Regions from separate parts of the Mus musculus genome. Here region 1 is linked to region 2. A link is a contact called in public promoter capture Hi-C data. All regions are on one chromosome and are shown on one strand. Each heading gives the region's core, a stretch centred on a gene start, on an enhancer-like site or on the middle of the called end of the contact. The rest is flanking DNA. Distances are from core to core; before and after follow the strand shown.

Evidence for each region. Promoter capture Hi-C pulls out the DNA fragments that hold promoters and counts their contacts.
Region 1: a contact with region 2 is called in a promoter capture Hi-C map of embryonic stem cells, with 4 times the contacts expected there. The contact joins the enhancer-like site here to the promoter of Amz1 in region 2. A contact is called at or near these places in 8 of 39 promoter capture datasets (the 3T3-L1 cell line, 3T3-L1-derived adipocytes, the C10 cell line and 3 more) and 2 of 115 datasets of contacts at active chromatin or transcription factors (embryonic stem cells and epiblast stem cells).

What each region holds. Positions count from the first base shown.
Region 1 is chr5:142,425,569-142,432,454 of GRCm38.p6, forward strand. All of the region lies in intron 1 of Foxk1 (forkhead box K1), which reads left to right. Among named protein-coding and RNA genes, the nearest start is that of Foxk1, 28 kb to the left of the region's middle. Within about 2 kb of position 2,688, at least 10 of the 459 cell types and tissues checked have an H3K27ac peak or open chromatin away from gene starts, as enhancers often do. A contact at or near this core is called in embryonic stem cells, where this site is marked.
Region 2 is chr5:140,721,771-140,728,385 of GRCm38.p6, forward strand. It overlaps Amz1 (archaelysin family metallopeptidase 1), which reads left to right and starts at 2,357. Exons shown (of 8, transcript NM_173405.2): 1 at 2,357-2,398; 2 at 2,604-2,701.

The DNA.
Region 1 (6,886 bases), core at 1,438-3,937, 1.7 Mb after region 2:
ATTCAGATAAGAGCAGATACTAGTTTTTATAGTGCTAGAGATTGAACTGGAGGCTTCACACATGCTAAACAAGCTCTGTGTCACTGGCCAGCCTCTCCCTCCCCGATATCTTTTGTTTTGAGATAAGATCTCACTGTTTGCACAGGCTGCCCTTAAACTCAACAGCCGGAAGCCCAGACAGCCCTTCAACTGACCATTCTGCTTTTTCAGAATCCCAAACACTGGGAATGACAAGCCTTCACCATGAGGCCCAACTACATACTGATCTTGAACTATTATTATTATATGAAATTCAAAGTTTGGATAAAGCACCCTTGATTTTGCTAATTGCTCTACAACACAATGCGCTTGACTTCATTCATAAGGAGTGCTGAGCACTGAGGCAAAGGTCAGGCTCTGCCCATGGCTCATCGTCCTTGTGAGGAAGCTGTGCTTCAGTGAGGTGACATTAGCTGAGTGCTTTGTTGTCACAGGGTTCTTTGAGCCCTCCTGAGACCTGGATCTGAGTTGCAGATCTGCAGGGAAGTAGTGCACCTGCCACCGTGTAGCTGGAACCAGGTTCTCTCAGATGTTACGTGAGCCCACTAAACCTTTCCATGGTCATTCTAGGTTAGCCTGGATCTGTGTGTGTCAGGGCCTTGGGTTCGATACATTATAAGTATTACCTGTGTGAAGCCCGGCATGGTGGCACACAGCTTTGGTCTCTCTCAGCACTAGGGAGGCAGAGGCAGAGGCAGGCAAGTCTCTGGGAATTTGAGGACAGCCTGGTCTAGTGAGTTCCTGGGAGATATTATCAGCCCTTGCTTTCAGTCTTCGTGGTTGTTTTGAGCTATTGTCTCAAGCCCAAGCTGGCTTCTAACTCACAGCAACCCTCCTGCCTCGGCTTTCTGAGTGCTGGGATCTCGGTAGGCATAGACCACCATGCCAGCCTTTCACCTTCAGTGCCACCGCCACCTCTGGCACTTTGTAGACATTCCTGAAAGTATCTCTCTGGAGGAGATTCCCTTTGTGGCAAAGGGGGTGCACCCACTCAAAAATGCACATGCCAGGGCTAGCCAGTTGCCTGAGTAACAGTTGGTGTTACTTGGTGTGATCACAAACCCCAGGAATGCAGCACAAGATACCTCACACCAGAGCTGAACTTCACCACAGTGACCTGCCAGTGTGTGCACTTTTGAAATATTGGGCTGACCCCTCCCCCACTCCATTTCTCTTTGTCTCTGACTCTCTCTCTCTGTGTGTGTGTGTGTGTGTGTGTGTGTGTTTTCTTGGGTGTGCGTGCTACAGCACACATGTGGAGGTCAGAAGCCAGTTCTTTCCTTCCACTTTATGTGATGGTTTTAGGAACTGAACTCAGGTCTCCAGGTTTGTTCAGCAAGCCCTTCACTCGCTAATGCTTTTTTTTTTTGCCTGCCTCTGGTCAGCCCGGTGTGGTTTCCAGGGAGGGCTGGCATATACTTCTTTTACTGTCTCACTGTAGAAGAGCCAGCTGCTGGCCGATAGCAGTGACCCTGTCCCAGAGCCTGGACCCAAGAGGGCTCTTGCTCCTCCCGATCTGAGACTGCATTGTCATCACTCTTAATGCATAGGTCCCTCTGGATTTAGTCTTCCTGAACCCTTCCACGTCCTGACTCAGCACCAGGACACCATGGTAGCCACGGCCACAGCAGCCTTGGCTCATCTTTCAGTTTTCTAGCAAAATGGATTGTTTTCTGTGTGATGTGTGTTGTCTGCACAAGCATGAAGTGTGCACATGCACATGTGTGTGGACATGTGCAGAGACTACAGGTCTACATCAGGTATCCTCTGTGCTCTGTACATTAAGTGTTTGGAGTCAGGGTCTTTTACTGGGACCTGGGATCCTAGGTGCGGGCTGCCGTGCCTGGCTTTTCTGTGTGTGCTCTGGAGGATCTGAACTCAGGACCTCATGCTTGCACAGCAAACACTACCCACTGAGCCGCCTCACCAGCCTCAGCTGAAAGAAGATACTTTAAATGAAATCCCTGAGAATTCTTTGCTTTGGGACTTGGTACTTAAGCACTGCTACCCATGGGCTGAGGATTTGGCGTAGTTGGTAGCATGCTTGCCAACATGCCTGAAGCCCTCGGTTCCAACCATGTGTCCTATAACCCTCTGCGGAGGTGCACACCTAATCTCAGCACTAAGAAGGTAGACCAGGTGTCCAAGGTCATCCTTGATACTTAGAATTCAAGGCCAGCCTAGGTTTCATGAGGCTCTGTCATAATAAAAAAGCCATTTCCTGATCGAGCAGTGGTTTTCCTTGGCACATACACAAGACGAAGTCTCTGCGCCTCTCACCTCCTGGGAACAGGCCTCATGGGAAGGGCACTGCAGCAAGAGTGGACCATAGAACATAGGAAGTGGAGGGAGCTTCCTGTGTAGTCACATGTCCAGCCCCCTACAGAGCTTGTTCCCCTCCTAATGAAGCCCTTGGGATTCTTCCCTCCTGAAGCTGTCCCCCCACAGAACTGGGCCAGGCCAGTGCTCACTGGCTCTAAAGGCATGTGGCACCACGCAGACCGAGAGCGCTTGTATCCAAGCACGCGGCCTCTTTCTTCCTTCCAGTCATTTGTTCCTTAAAGGAAAGGCTGTTAGAGGGCAGGCTGTAGCAGCAGAGACCGCTGGGAAGCCCACACCGAAGGCCGTGACACGCCCCTCCCTGTGATTGTCTTGTCATGAGAGTAATTGAAATGACATTTACTAGTCTTTAGGAGCTCAGTGGCCCAAGACCCAGGAAGGGGGCCTCAGCTTTCCTAAAGTTTTCATTCAGGTGAGAGAGAGAGAGAGAGAGAGACAGAGAGAGAGAGAGACAGAGAGAGAGAGACAGAGAGAGAGAGAGACAGAGAGAGAGAGAGACAGAGAGAGAGAGAGACAGAGACAGACAGAGAGAGAGAGAGACAGAGACAGACAGAGAGAGAGACAGAGTGTGTATGTGTGTGAGTGTGTGTGTGAGTGAGTGTGTGTGTGTGTTCACGCACACGAGTGGCCTGAATGAATTCACATAGCCAAGGATGACCTTGAACTTGTGATCCTCCTGCCCTCCCCTCCCCTCAGTTCTGGGATTCCCAGCATGCACCACACATACCATGTACTGCGAATGCCCTGGCGAATGAACCCAGGGTTCCAGCTCTTTTTCAAGCAAGGTTTGCCTGACGTCAGATCCCAGCTCTCATTGTCTTCTGCCCTCTATGTCATGGCCTATGGCAAATAGTTCTCATATTGTCATTTTCCTTGGTGGGGCCGAGCACTTCCTCTCCTGGTCTGAGGGCTTTCACACTTACAAGTCCTTCATAAGACATTCATTGTCCCACCTGCTGGGACGTGTCAGGCATACTCTAAAATGGCACGGTGACATCATTCTAGATTTTCCCAGCCACCTCCCTCCCACAAGGGCTTCTCTAAACATATGGAGTTCTTAAAGCAGTGTATATTGTATTGTTTTTAAATGATATTTATTTATTTATTTAGTGTGTGCGCATGTGCCTGTGTCACAGGGCATGAAGAGGTCAGAGAATATGCTTTGAGAATGGGTTCTCTCCTTCTCCACCATGGGTTCCAGGAATCAAACTCAGATTGTCAAGCTTGGCAGCAAGCCCCTTTATCTACTGAGCCATCTTGGCATCCCCTTTGTTGGCTTTTGTTTTGTTGAGTTTTTGTTTTTTGTTTTTTTTTTTTTTTGAGACTGGGTCTCATGCAGTTGAGGGTGACCTTGAACTTTTGGCTTTTCTGTGTCTACCTCCCAAGAGCTGGAATTACAGTTGCACACCACCCCTCCGGGTCCAATTTGTATTTGAAGGAAAATCTGGGGTTCTGAAAAATCCCCAGCAAGGTGGATTTTGGTTTAGTTTCTGAGGCCTCATCTGTCAATCACTGATTCCTTATTAACCTGGACAGGTTCCTGCTGTGAGACCTTCTCAGGTGGTTACAGAAAATTTCATGTGTCAATTGCCACACTTTTCATTATTAAAAAAAAAAGTAAGGCCAGGCTTGGTGGTGCACACCTTTAACCCCCAGAACTCGAGAGGCAGAGGAGCAGATCAGCGAGTTCTGGGATAGCCATGGCTACACAGAGAAACTTTGTCTCAATAAAACAAAAGTTAGAGGCAGGAGAGATGGTTCAGTGGTTAGCACCCCAGGCTGCTCGTCCTGAGGACCTGGGTTCAATTCCCAGCAGTTGTACAGCAGCTCTCAGCCAGCTGTCACCCTGGTCCCAGAGGATATGGTGCTCTCTTCTAGCGTCCAGAGGCACCAGGCACACCAGTGCACCTAGACGTGTGCTCAGCCACAACACCCACACACAGAAGATTTTTAAAAAGCAAGAAAATAAAAAGGGAAGCTTACGTTTTGTTTTGTTTTCTGAGACAGAGTTTTACTCTGTAGGCCAGCCTGCCCTGGAATTCTCTCTGTAGTCCAGGTTAGCCTTGAACTCACTTTGTAGCCCTGATCCTCCTGCCTCAGCCTCCTGAATAAGGGATACTGGCAGGAGTGTGCCACTCATTCCTGCCGCAAAGTCTGTCCTCTGGGGTGTTCACACTGTGGAGTGGGGTGTTCACACTGTGCAGTGGGGTGCTCAAGCCACTGCTCGCTTGGGTGGCTCCCCTCCAAGTCTGAGCCAGTCCCCACCGTGGGAGGTCACAGAGTGGCCTCCCTGTCTGTTTCCATCCCTCAGCGATGCTTGCTGTGTACTGTCCCCTGCAGACCCCAGCTTCCCCAGCTCACTGTCCACTCCGTGAAGTCCTGGCTCTGCAGGGATGGAGGAGAGGGTGTGGGGAGCAGCATGAGAGGAGAGGCCTGTTGTGTTTATTTGTGTTAAACAGCATTGCTAGAAGCCCATTAGTGCACAACTCGGTATTCCATTCTTACTCTCCAACGGCCAGACACCTCGCTCCCTTGGTGGTGGGGCAGGTCTCCAGATTCCTCCTTCTAAGATGTAATGAAAATGACTTAGAAGCCAGGCTTTGGTCTGAGGCTGACTAGGGAGGCTGAAGCAAGAAAACTGAATAAAGTTCAAGGTCTGCCCAGGCTGCAGAGAACTGGGGCTGTTTGTGTTTTGGTGTGTGTGTGTGTGTGTGTGTGTGTGTGTGTGTGTGTGTTTTTAATCTGTGTGTTCTCATGTCTTCATGTGATTGCAGGCTCATGTGCACCACATCACATATATGGAAATCAGAGGACAACCTCAGGGGTCAGTCCCCTACTTCCACTGTTTGGTCGTCACTTCTTAGTGCCTCGGGTCATCGGGCTTCGGTCTTCCCCCCCCCACACACCCACCCCCAGCACAGGAATGACAGACATGCTGCGATGTTTGGCTTTTATGTGGGGTCTAGAGATTTGAACTTGGTTCTTGTGCTTGCCGTGCAAGCAAGCGCTCTTCCCTCTGAGCCACCTCCCTAGCCCCAGCCCAGGCTGTAATGGTCAAGCCAGCTGTGTACTGACTGAGCTGAGATCTGACGCTAGACCATCAGCGTTCTCACCTCCTGACAAAATCATCCCCAGTCAGCCCGGGCTGCTGCCTGCAGACAGGGCGGGCCTCTGTGTTCAGCTTATGAGCCTTCAGGCAAGAGCTTTGGTATAATTTACCGCCGAATAGCTAGTCATTTAGGTCTCCCCCCTTGAGCCACTGACTGGTGCTAGAATAGAGTCCTTGTTCGATTCCAAGAAGCCACACCCCTCAGCAACCAGGGCCTATCCCCAACCCAGCCAACCCAGTCAACTGTGTGTGTGTGTGTGTGTGTGTGTGTGTCCGTCCGTCCCCTTGTGCCATAGTGCGCGTTTAGAGGTGGGAGGAAGCCTAGAGGAGCTGGTTCTCCTTTCATCCTGTGGGATTCAAGGAGCAAGCGGGGTTTGGTTTTGATGGTGATGGTGGTGGTTGTTGTTTGCCCTGTGAGCCATATTGAAGTGGGACTCCTCAGCCGAGAATCCCAGCAGCAAAGAGGCTGAGGCAGGAGGATTGCTGTGAGTCTAAAACCAGCCCCAACTATAAGAGAGACCCTATTTTTAAAAAAACAAACAAATAAAAATTAAATAAAGAGAAAACCCAGAACAGCAAGATTTCCCTCTAGGTGGGAGCTGGGTTGAGAGCCTGCTTTCATAGAGGCTTCCATGATGGACAGGGCTCCCTGCCTGATAGGCTTCCTGACCTCAGCGCGGTAGGATAGGCACTGAGAGTGGAAGGTCAGGACAGTGGGGCACCGTAACAGCTACCCAAGGCTCCAAGCCAGGAACTAGATGTGTTGGCTTATACCTGTAAATCCCAAAAGACTGCAACAGGAGGATTGCCGGGATGTCCAGGCCAGTTCTACATAGCAAGACCTTGTCTCAAAAACAAACAACAAGCAGAAGTAGGTGGACGAGGCCTCTGGACACGTGGGGATCTTTCAGGAGAGGTGTGATGGGAGGCACCCTGAGTGCCCTGGGGAGACTCTGCCAAGCTACAGGGCTGCCAGGCACTTTTCTCACTGGCTCCTGGTGACAGGGTGGCTGCCTTGGGTTGAATTTTGGGAATGAGTCAGGAGCTGTTTAGGCAAATAACCTGAAGATGGTTGTCACCAAGTGTTGCTTTAGCTTGCAGTAGGGCGTGGCGCTGCAGAGGGATGGGCATGGTATTTAGGAGCACAGCCTCCCTTCTCCTCCCCTCCCCCTCCCCTCCTCTCCCTTCCTTTCCTGGTGCCAGGGATCAAGTCAGATGTTGTCTACTGTGGGGACACATGATCCCCAGCATCATGGACGGAGGCCAGAGGAGGGAAGGTCAGTTTACCAAACATCTCCATCGACATCACTCATTCGTCTCGGGGCTTGTTTTACTTGGCTGTACTGCTGCTAGAATCTAATCTGGGCCAACATGTCCACAGCTGCTCTGCCCCCGAGG
Region 2 (6,615 bases), core at 1,107-3,606:
GGTATTTTCTCAATTCAGGTTCTCTCTTCTAAAATAACCGGCTCAACACCAATCCTGGAGAGAGAGGCCTGACTGAGACCCAGTGAGCAAATTTCACTGTGAGACACCAGGCCAGAACTGGAGGTCTGAACCTGCACTTCCGCTTCCGTGACCCACAAGTCTCCATTCTTGTTCTGTAGCAGAAAGCCCAAGTCTAGACAGTTTATAAAGTCAAATGGCTTCCTTAGCATTTCTGGGGGTTGGAAAGTGGAAACAGCATAGCCTCAGGGCCTGCCCGAGAGTACCTTAGCTGTGTCACTTATCGGGAATGTAGAGGAGAGATCTGGACCAAGCAGGTCACTCTTCATCGACAGGGTCCTGAGGACAAAGGACCAGGGATCAGAGATCAAGATAGAGCAGGTGGTCTCAGGAGGTCAAGGCTTCTGCCATGCCTGTTTATGAAGAAGTACAGCATCTTATATACTATTATTAGTGGAAGGACAAGAGAGGGTGGGGTCAGGGAAAGCCATCATACAATGGATGATGTCAGCAGGAGGCTAATGAAGCAGTGTTGCACAAGGCGAACAAGATGATCTCACGGGTGTCAGGGACAAGCACACAGAAGCTTCAAGATGGAGAAACTAGGGGGTAAAGGCAAGTTTCCAGGAACTGAACCCTTAACTCCTTCAAAGCCAGGCTCCAGCCTCAGACTGGACCTTGCTGAGCTGGCCCTGGGCAAGGACACGGACCTCTGAGAAAGCCTTGGATCACCTGGCTCTCAAAAGAGGAGGAACCAGGTTCATTCAGGAGCATGCTCAAAAGGCCAGATTTGCACCATCTGCTCCAGTCCCTCCACCCCTCACCCCAACCCTGTGTATGTGTGTGTGTGTGTGTGTGTGTGTGTGTGTGTGTGTGTAGGCTGTAGGTTGACATCAGGTATCTTTCTCTCTTTCTTCTCCTTCCTCTTGCACCTTTGGGTGAGTGCCCACAGAAGCCAAAAGACAGTGCTGGATCCCACGGAACTGGGGGACCCAGGTGGTTGTGATCCTCCTGATACGTTGTTGGGAAGAGCAGCCGGTCCCCTTAACCACCGATCGAGCTTCCCCACCTTGGCTTTTGAGACAAGGTCTTTCTCATTCAACTCTGTTTTCACCGGGTTGGTTAGACTGACCATCAGTGAGCTCTGTTGGACTCTGTACTGGGATCACATGGGGACCAAGCTTACAGCACCCTAGCCTTTGGGGGGTGGAGGGGGACAAGCTAGACTCCATTCAATCCACATTACAATGTAGCATCATCAGCCTAGAGTCCCCAGAGTCAGTGACGTTCAGTGACTTTGCCTCCCACCTTGCCCCGGGCTTCCCACTGACCAACCTCATTCTGCAAATATTCCTCCCTGTGTAACCGTTCGTCTCTTTAGTTTATAAATCAGTGTCCATGTGTGTGCGTGCACCACGTGTATTTAGATCTTCTGGAGGAGCAGTGGACCCTCAGCCTCTCTCCTGTTTCTCCACACTATCTTTTGAGACAGGCTCTCAACTGAACCTGGAGCTCCCAGGCTAGGTTGGCTGGCTTGTAAGCCCCAGGGATTTCTCCGCCCCTGCTTCCCCGGCTCTGGAATTATAAGGGCGTACTCCTGCATCTGCCTTTTATGTAGGTGCTACGAGGTCTGGATTTGAGTCCTCATGCCTATGTGGAAATCACTTTACAGACAGAACCATAGATCTGTCATCTTTTATTGTCCAAAATGAGCCAGGAGAGAGGCCTGGGCAGAAGGGTGAGAAAAGACTTCTGATAGGAGCCAGGCAAGGAACAGTGCAGGATGCGTGGAGTCAGGGAGAGGAGATGAGCAGGGTGCTGAGCGAGTGGTCGTCTAAGGGGTACCCAGCATCCCCTCCTGGTCTCAAGTCTCAAAGAAGATGGATGGAGGGCCTTGATTCTCAGAAGACTGTTAGCTGACCTCCCTAGGACAGGGCCTTCTGAGGGGATTTGGGGAAACTGAGTCAGCCCCAGACCTCATCCTCCGTAAACCTACATTATAGACAACACTGTAGCCCCAGCCATCATCAGCACGGAGTGATTATGCCAGGAGGTTTGTTGAATGACTGAATGACCTAAGTCTGCTCCTGTGCCAGGCAGCCTAGAACCCCCTTCATGAGGTGTAAGCCTAGGCCACTCGTGGGACACTCCCCTGTTTGTGCCAGAGGCGGAGGACACAGAGACCTCCCATCTCGCCCCCTCTGTGGGACCCTCTTCCCCACACACATCAGTTCCTGTCAGAGCCAAGATGTGTCGCCATGGAAACTGCTTGGCAAAGGCTGGCAGGCAGAGGCGGCCAGCAGCCGCTCACACTACCCAGCTCCTGGCGGCACCCGTTGAAGTGACACGAGCGTGCCTGGCGGTGTGTGGCATGTGTGCGGTAAGTGAGGGCTTGGGTAGGCACATAAGTGTTTGTGTGATGTGTGTCAGAGGTGGTCTGGGAGTGTGTGCTCTTGTGTGTGCATACATGTGCATGTGTGTCAACAGGGTGAACTGTGGCCGTATGCATGCGCTCTGGGTGTGATGGCTGCTGGGTGCGCACAGTGATGGGAAATAGAGGACTGATGGGGATGTGTGCACTACAGGCTGGGTGTCACTAGGTGAAGGACCAGACCAAGGTGCCCTGCAGTTGCTGTCCCCACCCTCGAAGTGGACCTCCTAGCCAAAGACAGCCACGGCTCAGGTAATTATCCGTCAGAAGGAGTGCATGACTGGAGGGCTTCTGGGAGGCGGCAGCTACTGGGAGTCAGGCAGGTGAAGGGGAGAAGAGCAGTTATCTAGGTACAGCCTGGAGTCTGGGAGTGATGAAGAAAGACTGGAAAAGAGGAGAGACAGCCAGTAGGGATGAATAAGGTTGGCTTGCACTCAAATTTTAAAAGGCCATCTTCCTAGAATGGGGGTGCCAGAAAAGGCACCCACAGAGGTGGCACATGGGGTGAGAGGACAAACGGCTGGGACAGACAGAGCCAGGTGGCTAGGAAGCTTTGATGCTCCAGGGACAAGATGGGGCTTTCTCGTGAGACTAAGGGACACCTGAGGATCTTGCTGTGCAGGAGGACTGGGCTTGAACGGAGAGAGGTCAGGTGGAGCCAGCTGTGCTGGGCAGTCGGGAGAAAAAAATATATATATATATGGAGGTTGACCAGATGTTTCAAAGTGAGTGCAAGCCTGTGGGTAGGGTAGAGGAGTGTCTGGGAGGCATGCAACTTCTGCAGTGTGAGAGCATATAAAGAGAAGTTTGGGTCCCCAGGGTCTTGTCCCCAGGATCTGAGGACAGTACCATGCTCTCCATGTGCTACTTGTTCTCTATCCTTGTAGCCCCCCACCCCAGCTCTTTTATCTATGTGGGGGATGAAGATACTTTGGTGACCCCACCCTCCAGGTGCCTAGAGCCACCAGAAGCCCCAGGGTGGGCTGTTCCCTGGCTCCCAGGCCCATGCTCTCCTGAAGGGAATGCCTGTGCCTCATCCTGCCCCCCCCCTTAGGGTGCATGGACTGCCAAGGTGACAGAGACAGATGTCACTGGGCATGTGGTGGACACGAGGAACAAACCTCCATTTGGGGGTCTTGCTCAGATCCCCCTCTCAGGTGTCTTCCCACACTGGGGGCTACCTGGATGCCACTGCAGGGGTCTGTTGCTGCCAGGCTGCGCCTTGGTTCCTTACAAGCCTGTCCAGGACAACCCTGTCTTCTGGGGGTTCCTTCTCCCGCTAGCACCCACTCCTACTATACTCTGTGTCTCCCCTGGGTGACGCTTCCCACCTACAAAAGGATTTAAAAAGGCTTTCTCCATGACAGGGCACAGCTAAGACTCTGAAGCCCCTTGTCAGCCAGCACCTCCCCTCCCTGCCAGGAGGAGGTAAGATAAGGTGCAATGAATGAGGGGGCTGGTGCGTGGGACACCCCTCTTTCTGCAGCCTACTCTGGGCACCCTGAGATGACTTTGCCTTTTTAAGTTGTTGGTGTCTCAGTGCAAGGACTTTGGGGACATTTTCAGGCAGTTCTAAATCGAGGGGAACTGTGACAGGGACTGATGTCGCTGGGCATGTGGTGGCATGAGGATCATGTCTCAACCCCTCCTCTGTGCCTGCCTTCGATGGACGATTTCTAGCTAGGAAACAACAGGTGGGCTCTCTCCCCACCCCTAAGCACATAAAATGGAGGAGGGAGGGGAGGAGGGATGAGGCCAGACCTGGGCAGAGATAAGACAGAGACGAGAGGCTAAACAGCCTAGTCTTAATGCCCAAGCCATCCTGCACCCAAGATTTGGTCTAGCCTTGGGAATCCCTAGGAGCCTGTCTTCATAGTTGGCAGCTCCCTATCCTGTCCCTATCCTGTAAAGCCTTCACTATTTGTTGAGCATAACTTTCCATTGAGACACTCACCCCGCCTCCCAGTCTTAGTCACCCTGGCTGCTGTCTGGGGGGAACAAGGGATCTCAGAACTGGGGGGACCTGGTGTGAATACTAATTGGACTGCTCACAGGGCGGCTTCACAGGCTGATCGTAGATGGCTGGACCCTGGCCAGGGCCGGCTGGGCCTGCTTTGGAGCCCTGTGCACCCCCACCATTGAATCAAGATGCTTCTAATGCCTGGGGACTTCTGTTCCTCTCTCAGGCTTGGGAAGGGTCCTCAGCTGTTCCAGGATGGGGTGGAGACTGGAGACCCAGAGAGCTGGGGTCCCTGGTACCCAGTCCCAACTGACCCTGAGAAGGGGCTTTAGTCACTCCAAGAGGGGGTAAGGACTGGAGACTCAGAGGGTACCCAGTCCCAGCTGATCCTGGCTGGGCCTTCTATAAAATGCTTCCGGAAATATGGCTGCCCTCATCAGACAGAGGGGAGGGCTCTTCTCAAGATGGTAGATAGGGGTGTGTGTGTGAAACTGGGGGATAGATAAGGATACCTCTTGGCTTAAAGGAGTTTAAAGGACTTCAAGGAGCTTAAAGGACTCTAGTCTTCTATCCAATTTGAGCATGCCTTAAGTCAGTCCCCTCCCCCGACCCCCCAGATAGGGTTACGTGTAACCCAGGCTGGCCAGATAGGGTCACATGTAACCCAGGCTGGTGAGATAGGGTTACATGTAACCCAGGCTGGCCTCCAATTCTCTATGTAGCTAAGGATGGCCTTGAACTCCTGATTCTCCTGCCTCCATCTTCTGAGTGCTGGGTTTATGATGCTATGGCTGGTTTACAGCTCTGGGGACAGAACCCAGAGCTTGTGCTACTTCCCTGCTGTCTGCGGCTGGATCCCATTGCCACCGTCTCAATGTCACTTGCCTCACCAACCTCTGTCGCTGTCAGATGGCCTTGGTGCAAGGCAGTGGGAGCCCCTCAGGGTCATGGCTGACTCCGCACAGCCCAGCCTATCATGTGGCTTCGTTCACACTCTGCTCCCACAACTTGTTTGGATCCGTCCGCCCAAAGCCCCAGCACACTCTGTCTTTTGCTCACACCAGCTTGTCCCCCGGGACCAGACCCTTCCCTACCCTTGGTTGTGGCTCATCCTGCTTGCCCGTCTGTGTGACACTGGCCTCAAATGCTGTCCCTGGATCTCGTCTTCCTCTGCACCCTCTTCACTGCTGGCGCTGTCTCTAGGGCAGCCTGCCCCACCGCAGAGCAGCACCTGGCACACACTATGTCTGCTGCTCAAAGGGCTGCCCGACTGGGAACTACTACTGCGCCAAGAACATGGCTCCTCTCCTCTAATCCTTCCAACACTTGCTGTGAGGCAGTTTCCTCTTCGCCAGATGGAATGAGCTCCTGTCACTACTTATCTTACAGCAGCACACATGTATTGTCACTTCTGCAGTCCAAAGTCCAAGACTCAAGTGTGGGGTACACTGTGTTCCCCCTGCAGTGGTTCTCAACTTTCGAACGCTGTGACCCCCCAACCACAAAAGTATTCCATTGCTGCTTCATAACTGTAATTTTGCTACTGTTATGAGTTGTAATGTAAATATCTGATATGTGATCCCCAGGGGGTTGCGACCCATAGGCTGCCTATGGCCATATTGTTCCTTCTCTGCCCTGCAGGGTTCAGCTGTGTAGTCCTGGCTGGCCTGGACTCACTATGTAGACTAGGCTGGTTTTGAACTCAGAGGTCTGCACTCAGAAGGTGGAGGCAGGAGGATCAGAAGTTCAAGATATGGGCCAGTGAAATGTCCCAGCAATTAAAGGTGCTTGCCACCAAACCTGAGGACCTGAGTTCAATCCCCGGGACCCACACAGTGGAAGGAAAGAACTGACTCCTGCAAGCGGTCCCCTCCCTTGTAAAGATGCGCCACGGCGAGCTTCTGCCGCCCTGCGAGCCACACTAATAAAAAGCTCAAGGGCCTCTTCAGCTATGTAGTAAGTTCAGGATCACCCCAGACTCCAGGAGGCCTCATTCTCCTTTTCATAAAATAGGCTTCACTGAGCTGGACAGTGGTGACTCATGCCTTTAATCCCAGAACCTAGGAGGCAGGGGCAGACAGACCTCTGAGTTCGAGGCCAGCCTGGTCTACAGAGCAAGTTCCAGGACACCCAGCACTACACAGAAAACCCTGTCTTGAGAAACCAAAAAAAAAAAGAAAAGAAAACAAAAATGCCTCATTGTACC